Linked DNA regions of Mus musculus: all the other regions are linked to region 1. Evidence: chromatin contacts called from public HiChIP or PLAC-seq data. All regions are on one chromosome and are shown on one strand. Each heading gives the region's core, a stretch centred on a gene start, on an enhancer-like site or on the middle of the called end of the contact. The rest is flanking DNA. Distances are from core to core; before and after follow the strand shown.

What was found. HiChIP or PLAC-seq counts read pairs in DNA pulled down with a chosen protein or histone mark.
Region 2: a FOXA1 HiChIP or PLAC-seq map of pancreatic cancer cells shows a contact between it and region 1. The contact joins the promoter of Asap3 here to the promoter of Grhl3 in region 1. A contact is called at or near these places in 1 of 39 promoter capture datasets (liver) and 1 of 115 datasets of contacts at active chromatin or transcription factors (pancreatic cancer cells).
Region 3: an H3K27ac HiChIP or PLAC-seq map of embryonic stem cells shows a contact between it and region 1, with 2.4 times the contacts expected there. The contact joins the promoter of E2f2 here to the promoter of Grhl3 in region 1. A contact is called at or near these places in 1 of 484 Hi-C or Micro-C datasets (embryonic stem cells) and 2 of 115 datasets of contacts at active chromatin or transcription factors (embryonic stem cells and pancreatic cancer cells).
Region 4: a contact with region 1 is called in an HNF4G HiChIP or PLAC-seq map of pancreatic cancer cells. The contact joins the promoter of Luzp1 here to the promoter of Grhl3 in region 1. A contact is called at or near these places in 2 of 115 datasets of contacts at active chromatin or transcription factors (bone marrow-derived macrophages and pancreatic cancer cells).

What each region holds. Positions count from the first base shown.
Region 1 is chr4:135,572,188-135,574,887 of GRCm38.p6, forward strand. Grhl3 (grainyhead like transcription factor 3) reads right to left here and starts at 1,445. Exons shown (of 16, transcript NM_001013756.2): 1 at 1,221-1,445. The coding sequence starts at 1,237. It overlaps Gm30888 (a long non-coding RNA gene), which reads left to right and starts at 1,393. Exons shown (of 3, transcript XR_390832.2): 1 at 1,393-1,461.
Region 2 is chr4:136,205,004-136,207,703 of GRCm38.p6, forward strand. It overlaps Asap3 (ArfGAP with SH3 domain, ankyrin repeat and PH domain 3), which reads left to right and starts at 1,362. Exons shown (of 25, transcript NM_001008232.2): 1 at 1,362-1,644. The coding sequence starts at 1,516.
Region 3 is chr4:136,171,005-136,173,704 of GRCm38.p6, forward strand. It overlaps E2f2 (E2F transcription factor 2), which reads left to right and starts at 1,270. Exons shown (of 7, transcript NM_177733.7): 1 at 1,270-2,034. The coding sequence starts at 1,777.
Region 4 is chr4:136,468,332-136,471,031 of GRCm38.p6, forward strand. It overlaps Luzp1 (leucine zipper protein 1), which reads left to right and starts at 1,430. Exons shown (of 5, transcript NM_024452.2): 1 at 1,430-1,519.

The DNA.
Region 1 (2,700 bases), core at 195-2,694:
GGGTTCAACTGTCAAAACAGTGTCCTGAGAATCTATTAAAAAAGAAACCTGATGCTTGTAACCATAGTGGTTGGACAGTAGATGTGGCTGTTCAAGCCGGACACACCCCAGAGCTAGCCGGTACATGGGTTCCTGTCTGCAGTTAGGACCCATCAATTCTGCCTGCAAGCGTTTGAGTTCTTAACCTGCTGAGGAAAAGCTCCAAAGAGAGAGACAGAGAAGGGGAGGAAACAACAAGAGGGTCACTGCTAAAGAGGGGAGAAAGGGGAAGTCTGTTTCTTTCCTGCTAGCTCCTTGCCCACAACTTAAAGCGACTCACACCCTCGACTTCTGTCTTCTCCAACATCTGTACCTGATACTGAGGCTGAGAGTGAGGTCAGCGTCAGCCAGTCAAGGGATTCTAGATCCCAGATGTGGGCAGGAATGCACCTGCCTCTCGCCAGACAACACAGATGACCTCACCAAAATCTAGTCCTCGGCTTCCCCAGCGTTAGCACTGCCTCTGGATAAAACTGACCACAATTTATTGAACGCAACTTCAGACCCCTTTCTCTTTGGTAAGCATTTTTACAGCTTTCAGCACACCTAAGAACTCTACAAAGTTCTCTTGTTCCAAATTTCCAAATCAGGAAAATGAAGCTCAGATAAGTCCAACGACTTTTTAAGAATGAACAGCGGAGGAGAGACGGAGCCTGGGTTTGAACCTAAGGAAAGCCACTACAGAGCCCATGTATACAGCCATTACACTATAGTAGCCAGATCGCTTGGGACTGTTCCAACTCAACATAAAGGACCTTTAGAGAAACTCAACTCTTTGCATAAGACAGCTCTGAGAACCACCTCCAAGACGTTCCCTTTGGCAAGAGGAGAGAAAGCTTCCCTGGGGCGGGAGTGTCTCTGATTTCCAAGGCACCTCCAGAGTATCAAAAAGCGATGCCAAGATTCACGGTTTCAGGCAGCCCGGGTGTTTGCCTTCCTCGAAACTGCTCAGCACAGAGAGAAAGAAAAACTATTTTCCCAGGGAAACAGTCAGCTCTAGATAGAGAGCTGAACGTGCCTCAACACGCTAAGGCAGGATCGTCAGCCCATTCATTCACCCTTACAAATTGCCGTGTGAATCCGGGCGCCCGGCCTCCCTTGCTCTTCCCTCTGCAGGGAATCCCAGCCAGCCTCGGTGTGCTGGGGAGGCCGGGAGGCCAGACATCCGTGGCTTTACTCACTCAAGTTCATTCGACATCTTCCTTCTCCGAGGTTCCAGCGATCCGTCTCTGGTTGGCTCGCAGGCGCTGCTGACCACTCGTCTCTTAATTCTCCTCTGACACAGACATTCCCTTCCTGCCCGGGGAAGCGTTTGCTCTACGTTGCGCTTTGGATGTTGAGATTTTGCTGACAGCGGTCCCCGGCTGCGGTGGCGCTGATTGGCTGGAAGCACAGGTGCCGACTGCAGCTAGACCACAGCAGGTGCAGATGTTAACTTTTGGCCCACCAGCAGGGGCGGAGCTCCGGGGGGCTGACTGGGTGGAGCCGGCCAATTCCTTCTTAGCTGAGGGGGTGAGGGGGTGGAGACGAGGGAAAAGGGAGGAGACAAACGTTGGGAAGGAACGGGAGAACTAGAGGAAAAATACAGACAGGTACTTGGCTCAAAGGGAAATCTCTGTCCATCTCATCGCTCGGATCCTGGATCCCACAAACATCTCCCCACAGACACCATATCTCTTTATAGTCACCTTCTCTACCCGGAAAATTTCACGGAAGAGAGCAGGTAGCTCTCTGTGAGTCCCCTCTCTTTTCTCCAGAACTTTCCCCTTCGGGTAACAAACACCACAGGTTCTAGTCTTGTTAGCTAAGTGATTTCTTCCTATTCTCCCAGTAACCAGCTAGGAAGGACTTTCTGTCAACTCTCCCTTCCACCCCAACCAACCCCATGCCCTCTACAGGTGATCGAGGAAATGTAGGTTGGAGAGGCAGGGTGCCTTGCCTAAGGGTGAGAGCCAGTGTCAGAGACCCGTTCAGTCATCTGGGAGACTAGCTACTCCTTGAGTTGAAGTTGGTGGCCTCAGTTGACAGGGGACATTTACTAAGTACCGAGTGTGCAAGGTCTCCTCGCTCTGGGTTCTGGGGCAATAGCGGGGAAAGAAAATGCTGGTTTCTATTCAGGAGGAGCCCCCCCTCCCCCAATGTGCATGAGTGTGTGTGTGTGTGTGTGTGTGTGTGTGAGAGAGAGAGAGAGAGAGAGAGAGAGAGAGAGAGAGAGATGGGGTGGGGAATCAGGGAATTAGGGCAGGGCAGCCTTTCATCTTGTGCGATGCCAATCTGAACGGGATGTGGGCAGACCACATGCCTCTGGCCAGCCCAGAAAGGATGGAAAAGTTGAAGGTGGTTGCCTCAGGAGTCTTAGCTGGCCAGTACACTGTAAGTGCTCTGTGCTAGGCACTCAGGAGATGCCTCTTAGGCGAGGGGATGGTGGGGGATGGGCTATGAACAACCTAGGGTGGTCATCCCCAAATGCCCACAAGTACCAGCAGAAACAGAGAGCTTCCATGGGGTTCATAGGAAAAGAGATCTAAGCTGCGAATCTTGGAATCTCATGCTTACTCTTTTACCAATACCCTCAGCCCCGCCCCCATGCCCACTCTCCCCATCCCCCACTCTCCCAACCATCCCCCCCCACTCCACCCCCAGTTCATTGCTCATTCTTCC
Region 2 (2,700 bases), core at 112-2,611, 630 kb after region 1:
GTGCACACATGAGTACACACACAAACACACACCCACACCCACACACCCACACACATTCATGCACACAGCAAATTTCTAAAACTGAAAATTTTAAAAAGGGGCTGGACAGATAGATGGCTTAGTGGCTAAAGAATGTTTGTTCTTGCAGATGACCCTGGTTCAATTCCCAACACCTACATGGTGGCTCACCATCATCTGTAACTCTAGTTCCAGGGGATCTGATGCTCTTTTCTGGCCTCCAAGAGCGCCCAATATTCATTCATAAAACCCCAGCAGAATAAAGATGATTATGAATGGGGTATGTGGAGTGAGGGATGGGGGGAGCAGCAGGTGACTAGTTTTAAACAGGGTGGTCAGGATAAGCCTTGTAGTAAAGTTTGAAATGTTTGAGCTAAACCTTGAAAAACAAAACCCCAAATCAAATAAACAAAAACCGAGGGAGGCAGACAGGGAGAAGCAAATTTGGAAGACTCAGCATTGGAGTCTGAAGGAACTGTTAGGGTCACTTAGCATCTGGTCTGGGGAAAGGGGACCAGACGCCAGGGGCCAGGTTGGGCGATGAAGGTGTCAAGAGGAAGCCTCTGAAAGAGCCCTGTGAGATGGACGAAGAAAATAAGGCTTTCAAGAAGAAGCAGAAAGAGTCCAAGGCAATGGGAAGGGCCCCTGGCTCACGGCTGGAATTAAGAAACCAGGCAAAACCAAACCACAACAAAAATACCTGCAAAACAACAACAACAACAACAACAACAAAATCCCGAGCTATTCTGTGTACCTGAGATAATAGTGAACCTCTCCCATTCTTACTTAAACTTATTCGGAGTTATGACATGATTCCTTTTAAAAACCAGAGGGGCAATTGATTCAATGGCACGTAGCTGGCTGATGGCGAAGATCTTATATGGCCTCGGTGGCACAGGCCTTGCCTTTAATCTCAGCACCGGTGAGGTAGAGGAAGACGACTGCTCTGAAGAACCTAGAGTTAAGGAGAAGAGAACAAGTGAACCAGGAGCCAGCCAGAACCAGGAGCCAGGCTCTGTGTCTGTGTGTGTGTGTGTGGTAGGCTTTGGAGGCGGGGCTAGGGAGGGAAGAGGATCGGGGACGGGGGCTGGGAGTCAAGAGCGGAGCCCCAGGAGAACTCTCCCCATCTGTAGGTCTTGGAGGCAGGGCAGAGTGGGGCCAACGCGAGGTTGGGGCGTGACCAGGGAGTTAGGGGCGCGGCTTGGATGTGGCCGGAGAGTGAGGGGGATGGGGGCGTGGTCAGGGAGTTACCAGCGAGTCGGGGCGTGGCCAGGGAGGTAGACAAGTGGTCTGGGGGCGTGGCCGGAGAGAGAAAGGCTGGCGGGCGGGGGCGTGGCGGAGTTAGTTAGGGGCGGGGCGGAGCAGGGAGTGAAGAGGCCTCGACTAGGACGCTGCGGGTGGTGAGACAGGCCCTGCGCAGAGCAGCTATACCAGCACTGTTAAGTGCAGCGTCCCCCGCGTTCCAGGCAGCTCCGGTGTTTTCGCCTCGTTCCCACCATGCCCGAGCAGCTCAGTGTCGCGGAGTTCCTGGCCGTCACCGCAGAGGACCTCAGTTCCCCAGCCGGAGCAGCTGCCTTCGCCGCCAAGATGCCCCGGTGCCGCGGGGCGGCGCTGGCACGGGAGGAGGTGAGGGGCCGAGGCGGGAGGGGACCTCAGGTCAACTTGGGGCCTGGCTTTGACCTTTGCAGGAATGCTTGGAGCTAGGATGGCTCTTCGCTGCGCTCCAGAAACCCGCCCCTCTTAGATCTGTGGGAACCGAGCTCATCTCAAACATCTGTGTCCCCAAGGTGGAGCCTGGGAAGAGAGGACCAGATGGGATCTCGGGGTCACCTCGATACAGACTCCACATGTTGGGGCACATCTCCCATATACTTTGGGCGACTTGCCCATTATATGTGTATTTGCTCAGCGGCTTACAGTTCTGTGTTTTCGTTTTAGAACCCCACAAATATGCAGCCCCTCAGGTCACTCCCTTTCTGAGAAGCAGGCTCAGTCCTGAACTTACCTCTCCCAGGCTGCAAGAGAGAGAGAGGAGGCCCCCTCCTCCTGGCTGCTGGTTCTGAGACTTGGCTTGCCTTGTGGAATGATTGTGAATGGGAAGGCGCCAGGAGCCGGGGTTCACCTTGGCTGCTGCGGGCCAAGTTTATAGGCTCCTCTCCCCTCCCCTCTCCTCTTTGTGTTTTCAGGCAAAGTGTCCCAGGCTCTTTCTTTCGCCCTTGTAGGCTGCCCCACCCCATTCCCAAGCTCACTGGAGTTCATTCCTCTTCTCTGGATTCGCTGCAGGTTTTCATCCCCTAGGAATACACTGGAGCAGAGAGCCTGTAGTCTGGGGCCAGACGGGGATAATATGAACCCAGCTCTCTTCTAGAGAATGCCCTGGGTTGAGGTGGCATTTTGGACTTCAGTGGTCAGTCTGGCCTTCTCTATAAGTTGTACCTACTGTGTGGCAGATACAAAGCTACCCAGAAATACCCTGAGCTGAGGTCTTAGGAAATCTCCCTTCCTCTTCTCCCCTGACTGGCTGGCTCTCTGTCTGGACTTTTTCCTCTTTGGTAAGGAAGGCAGACAATTATACAAAGACTGTCGGATTTCAAATGATGCATAGGTTCAGAGCCACCACGCCTCAGGACCCTTCAGCATCTTTAGGGATTTTATCCATCATCCTCTCCTCCAGGTTGTCCA
Region 3 (2,700 bases), core at 20-2,519, 600 kb after region 1:
ACATAAGGAATGAGAGAGAGAGAGAAAAAAAAAAAAGACCCAGAGAATGGAGAAGAAATCTTGTCAAACAGCTTTCACAAAAGGGTTAGGGGACTGGATGTGAATTAAGAATGTCGAAGAGAAAGCCTGGGCTACCTGGTTTGTGATGATCTGATCAGGTCTTAACACGGGGACTCAGCCCACCCCCCCTCCTGTTGTGGTAAAATAATTGTTTAGGCCGGTCAATGGTGGCGCACGCCTTTAACCCCAGTGCTTGGAAGGCAGAGGCAGGTGGATTTCTGAGTTTGAGGCCAGCCTGGTCTACAAAGTGAGTTCCAGGACAGCCAGGGCTACACCGAGAAACCCTGTCTCACAAAAACAAAAACAAAAACAAAAACAAACAAACAAAAATTTGTGTAGAAGAAACCTGGAGGTGTTTGATTCAGGAAGGAAGAGTGCTGGGTCCTGTTGGGGAAAATGACCTGACAAACTCTGGACCCTCACCCACGCTGTGCCTGTCAAGGGCGGGGCAGAGTTTGGGAGAGTGGAAAGGAGCTCTTTACTAGAACAAAGACTCCCGACCTGGACTGTCCTACATTTGACTGCCAATTCTCAGATCAGCGAATCTGTGAATGACCCGAGGCACAATATCCCGCCCCTCCGACTCCCTGGTCTTACCCATCCCACTTCTCCGGATTGATGGGATAAATTAAACAACATAACATATATAATGGTCTAATCTTAGTGTACTGTACGGGCGTACAGTAGGCGCTCAATAGAGGTTAGTTTTTTTCCTGAAGAAAAACATAAAAGGGAGGCGCCACCCTTCCCTGCCCCTCTGCCAATTAAAGCCTGGAGGAACAGGTTCCTGGGTTTCATTTGAAGAGAAAGAGGACATATTGGTTATATTAATTAATATATTAATAAATGATTTAACCTAACTAAGCAACAAAGCGAAAACAAAAGGTTTTGTGGCCAGGGAAATGCACTTGAGGGTCAAGACTCAGGTCCCGACTCTGACTCTCTTTCAATGTTTGGCCCCACCCCCAAGGAAAAGAGGTCCGCTCCTCAGCGCTCTTCGCTGTACTGTTGGTCCTTATGCTGGGTGTTCCAGATGCACCTCCTGCCTCAGTTTCGCCTACTGTTACAAGAGGACGCTGAAGTCAGCAGATGTCGCGGCCCCTTTAAGCCACTAAGCTCCTGTCGTAATCGCTGTTTCTTAGACTAAGCCTTTCCGGGGGTGGGTGGGTGGGAGGAGCCTATATATATTGTAGCAGCCAATCGAGGCGCGGCATTTTCCGCGGGAGATCCGAATTTGGCGGCATATAGTTTGGCGCTAAAAAAAAAAAAAAAGAAAAAAAAAAGAAAAAGAAAGAAAAAAGAAGAAAGAAAAGAAAAAGGAGTCCAAGCAAGGGACGGGAACTAGAGGGGTGAACGCAGAGCTCAGCAGGGCGCACAGGACACCCTTCGCGGGTCAGAGCACACGAGTGTCCGCGGGGTCCGTGGGCATTCCGGGACGCTTTCACGCACGGGCGCGACTCCGGACGCCCAGATATTCGGGGCACGAGCCGGACCGGGCCAACTCCTGGCAGTGCCACCTGTGCCACGCGATCTCCGAGTGGCGATCTCCGAGCTCGGCAGCGCTGGGCGGCGGGCCAGGAGGGGAGGGTCCGGCCTTGCCCGGCGGGCGTCCATTGGCGGCTGCTCCCGGCGTCCGCGGTGCAGCCGGCTGCAAAGCCCGCAGGTGCCCCGCGCGCGCGCGCCAGACCCGAGTGGGTAGGGGGCGCCGCACTCGCCATGCTGCGCGCGCCGCGGACCCTGGCTCCGGCCACGGCGCAACCTACAAAGAGCTTGCCGGCGCTGAACCCCACCGAGCTGTGGCCTTCGGGTCTGAGCAGCCCCCAGCTCTGCCCGGCCACCACCGCCACCACCTACTACACTTCGCTTTACACGCAGACGGTGCCTTCCTCTGTGGCGCTGGGCACCTGCCTCGACGCCACTCCCCACGGACCCGAGGGCCAAATTGTGCGATGTGCACCCGCAGGCCGGCTGCCGGTAATGCTGGGGGACCCCCTGTACTTCCCGTATACGTGTCTGGGTGGGGAAAAAGGAGAGAGGGTGCTTGGGACGCCCTACGGCTTGATTACAGCTGGTTGAGGTGGGGAAGCGGGACTGGCAGTAGAGAGAACCCTTTCATTTTCCGACTCCGTGAAGTAATCTCGCCTGCTGTCGCGGACTGCAATGAGCACTGGTCAGGGGAGCCTGGAGACCTAGCCCAGTGCCCCTAGCGCCTGCGTGACCTTGAGGAAGCTTCCAAGGCATCGACGATGCTTAAGTTCATTCATTCTTTCATTGTTTACGCCAGAACCAACACCTGCTTTTTCAGGCCAGGGGCTTGGCCTGTGGGATTTCCTGGTGACTTTAAATCCGCATAGGTCTCCCAGGTCTCTGGTCCAGCCTGGTATCTGGACCAGAGTTGTCTAGCCAGCTCCTTCTCAAGTGTTGTCCTCAGGTCCTCCCCACAGCCTGCTCATCGTCCGAAATAGCCAGTAGCAATGCAAATGTAGTCCGTCTCTTGGGTTTCCTGTTCAGATGGACTGTGACCTCGCGAGTGAGAGATGTGTTGTCAGGGAAGGCCTGGTGTGGTGGCGTTTGGGCTGTAGTACAGGGTTTGTGGGAATGGATGAGAAAGGGCCTGAGGGAGTTAGAGGGAGGGTTGGG
Region 4 (2,700 bases), core at 180-2,679, 900 kb after region 1:
CTCACAGAACTCTGCCCGCCCTCTGCCTCCCAAGTGTTGGGATTAAAAGCATTTGCTACTATGCCGGTCTCTGCAGTTGAATTCCTGAGTTTTCTGGCTTTACCTCCTGAGTGCTGGAATTAGAGGTATATGCTACCACATCCAACTATGCAGTGTTTGTGATTGAAGCCAGGGCATTGTGCATACTAGACAAATGCTCTACCAACAGAACTGTATCCCCAGCCCCAAAGGGTACTCCAGGTTGGCCCTAAATGTGTGATTCTCCTGTTTCACCCTCTTCAGCATTTGCCTACCAGCGCTCATGGCCATGGATGGCATTATTTTTTAAGACATGTTTTCTTATTTGTAGCCCTGCTTGTCTCAAACTAGCAATGCACCTGCCTGCTGAGTGCTGGGATTAAAGATAGGAATGTGCCACTGCCACACCCAGCTGGAGGTCAACAGGATACAAGTTATAATGTATCCACGGCCCTGTGAGAGCTGGAGTCAATGCCACCAGGTACAGAGAGCAAAGAGGGTTGGTCTTTTTGCCTTGGGAGAAATAGGAGGACGCACACAGGAGATGAGGTGACAAGCAGAAGGGCGGATGTGGGAAAGCGGTGGGTGTGCTAAGGGAAGTTTGGGTAAACTTCAGAGCGTGTGTATGAAGGTAGGAAGTGAGAATACCAGGCCATGGATTTGGCCTTTGTTCCATAGGCAATAAAGAGCTTACACAAGAGGCGTCTCCAGAGACCAGCCATACTCCTGCAGTCAGAGAGGAAGCAGCTCTTAGCCATCTGTGTCCCGGCTTGTGCAGGCTGCTGGGTGCCAGCGCGTGGGAGGGCGCCCACAGAACGTCTCTGAATGTGGCCTGTGCGCTGCAGGATTTAGGTCCTGAGCTACCTTCAAAGTCCACTTCCCCCCAGGGGTTCTCTTGGCCCTAGTACTTTGTACATAGAAGGCATTGGGGGGACTTTTTGAGACCATGTGGCCCACTGCCGATTCCCATTTTAAAGAAGGAAAAGTAAGGGATATAGATGGGAAAGGACTTTCCTGGCAGCACCTGAGGAATGAATGTGGAGCCAGTGGGACTAGAAGTCATGACCTCTGAGCCACGCCCAGTCCCTTCTCCACACTCACTGAGTAAGAGGTGTTTGGTTGAGCGATGACTTCATTTCAGGCCCTAATCCCTTTGCATGGACGATTTTACTGCACCCTCCCAACGTCTCTGAAAGCGTTTCTTTTGAGCGCGGTCTTGCCTTCCAAGTCAGGTTTCCTCCGGAGCCTAGCCCAGGTCCGGGGCACCTAGCTAGGAAGGCAATGAAAACTTGGCTGGGTTCAAACCTTGGGCTTGGAAGTGGGAGGGCTTAAAAAAAGGACCAAAGGAGGCGTGGCCTGGCATACGCCCCGCCCCGGAGCGCTGACGCCACACAAGGCCCCGCCCCTCATTGTCAGTCTGGGGGAGCCTGAGCAGGCGCCGGCCGCTGGGAGCGGAGCGCCGGATCCTCCGGCGGCGGGAGCGCGGGCCGCAGCCGCTGAGGTGAGGCGGCGGCGGGAGTGTGGCGAGGCGGGCGGCCTGGGAGTCCGGCTTGTGTGCCGGGGGTGAGGGGGTCTCGGCCGGGGTGTCCCGGGGACGGCGGGGAGTGCGCGCGGGTTCTGGAAGCGGAGCCGGGAAGGGGAGGTCTCCGGTGGGCCAGCCGGAGAGAGTGTGGCTGGAGTTGGAGGGAGAGACTCAGAGATTTTTTTTTCTTCCTGAGGAGGGGGAGGGACGTTTCTGAGGAGACTGGGGAGACGCCGAGTGAGGGCGAGCGCGGCTGTGGCGGCCAGGGAGGGAGGCGTCGGGGTCCTCGCCGGGCTCCGCGGGGCGGCGAGCCGGGAGGAAGGAAGTGAGCGGACAGGAAGGGCCGCGGCCGGTGTGCGGGACGCGACGCGCGGGGGGCCGGGGAGAGGCCCGCGGCGGCCCCGGGGCGTCCGCAGCTGTCGGCCCCGGGGCTGCGGCCCGCCCGCCCGCCCGCGCGGCTCCCGCCGGCGCGCTGCTCCCGTCTCGCGGGCCAGACCGCCGCGGCCCGGGAAGGAATTCGAGGCATTCGCTTTGTTTAAGTTGCCAGTCGACAGTCCCGAGGACTAATTAATGGTGGAATCTGCAGGGGCACTCGGGTAGCCGCCGGCCCCCTCCCGCCGCCGCGGTGAACTTTCCGCAGCGCGCACCCCGCCCCGCGGCCCGGCAGGGAAGGGAGCCATGGCTTCCCGAAGCGCAGGAATGAAGTGCGGTTTCGGGAGCCGCTTTTGGCCTGCGGCTGGCCAGGCGACTAGCGAGGTGGAAGCCGGCGTCCCGGGCACGGGCACTGGCACGGCGGGGCTGGTGGGTTCCGCAGCCCGGTGGGGACCTCTCCGAGGTGCCTGCGGTTTCTGCTAATTACCTCGCAGGAGCCTCAGCCGGCCGAGAAAGACCCATCTTGCTATGGAGCATCTGTTTCTTCATCGCGTCAGCCCCTTTCCTAACACTGCAGAGCTTGTTGTGGCTTGTTTCGGAAATGCCGAGGCGGGTGCTCACACTTCGGGGTGGGAGAGGGGAAGAGAGCAGGCAGCCCCCCCCCCCATCCCCCTTCACACACCTCCAAAAAAAAAAAAAAAATCTCCGCAGTGTTCTTTAACCGAGCAGCTTGCAGATTCTCTGTCGCACCTTCGATGACTTGAATGACCTTGGGGGAAAGGATTGTG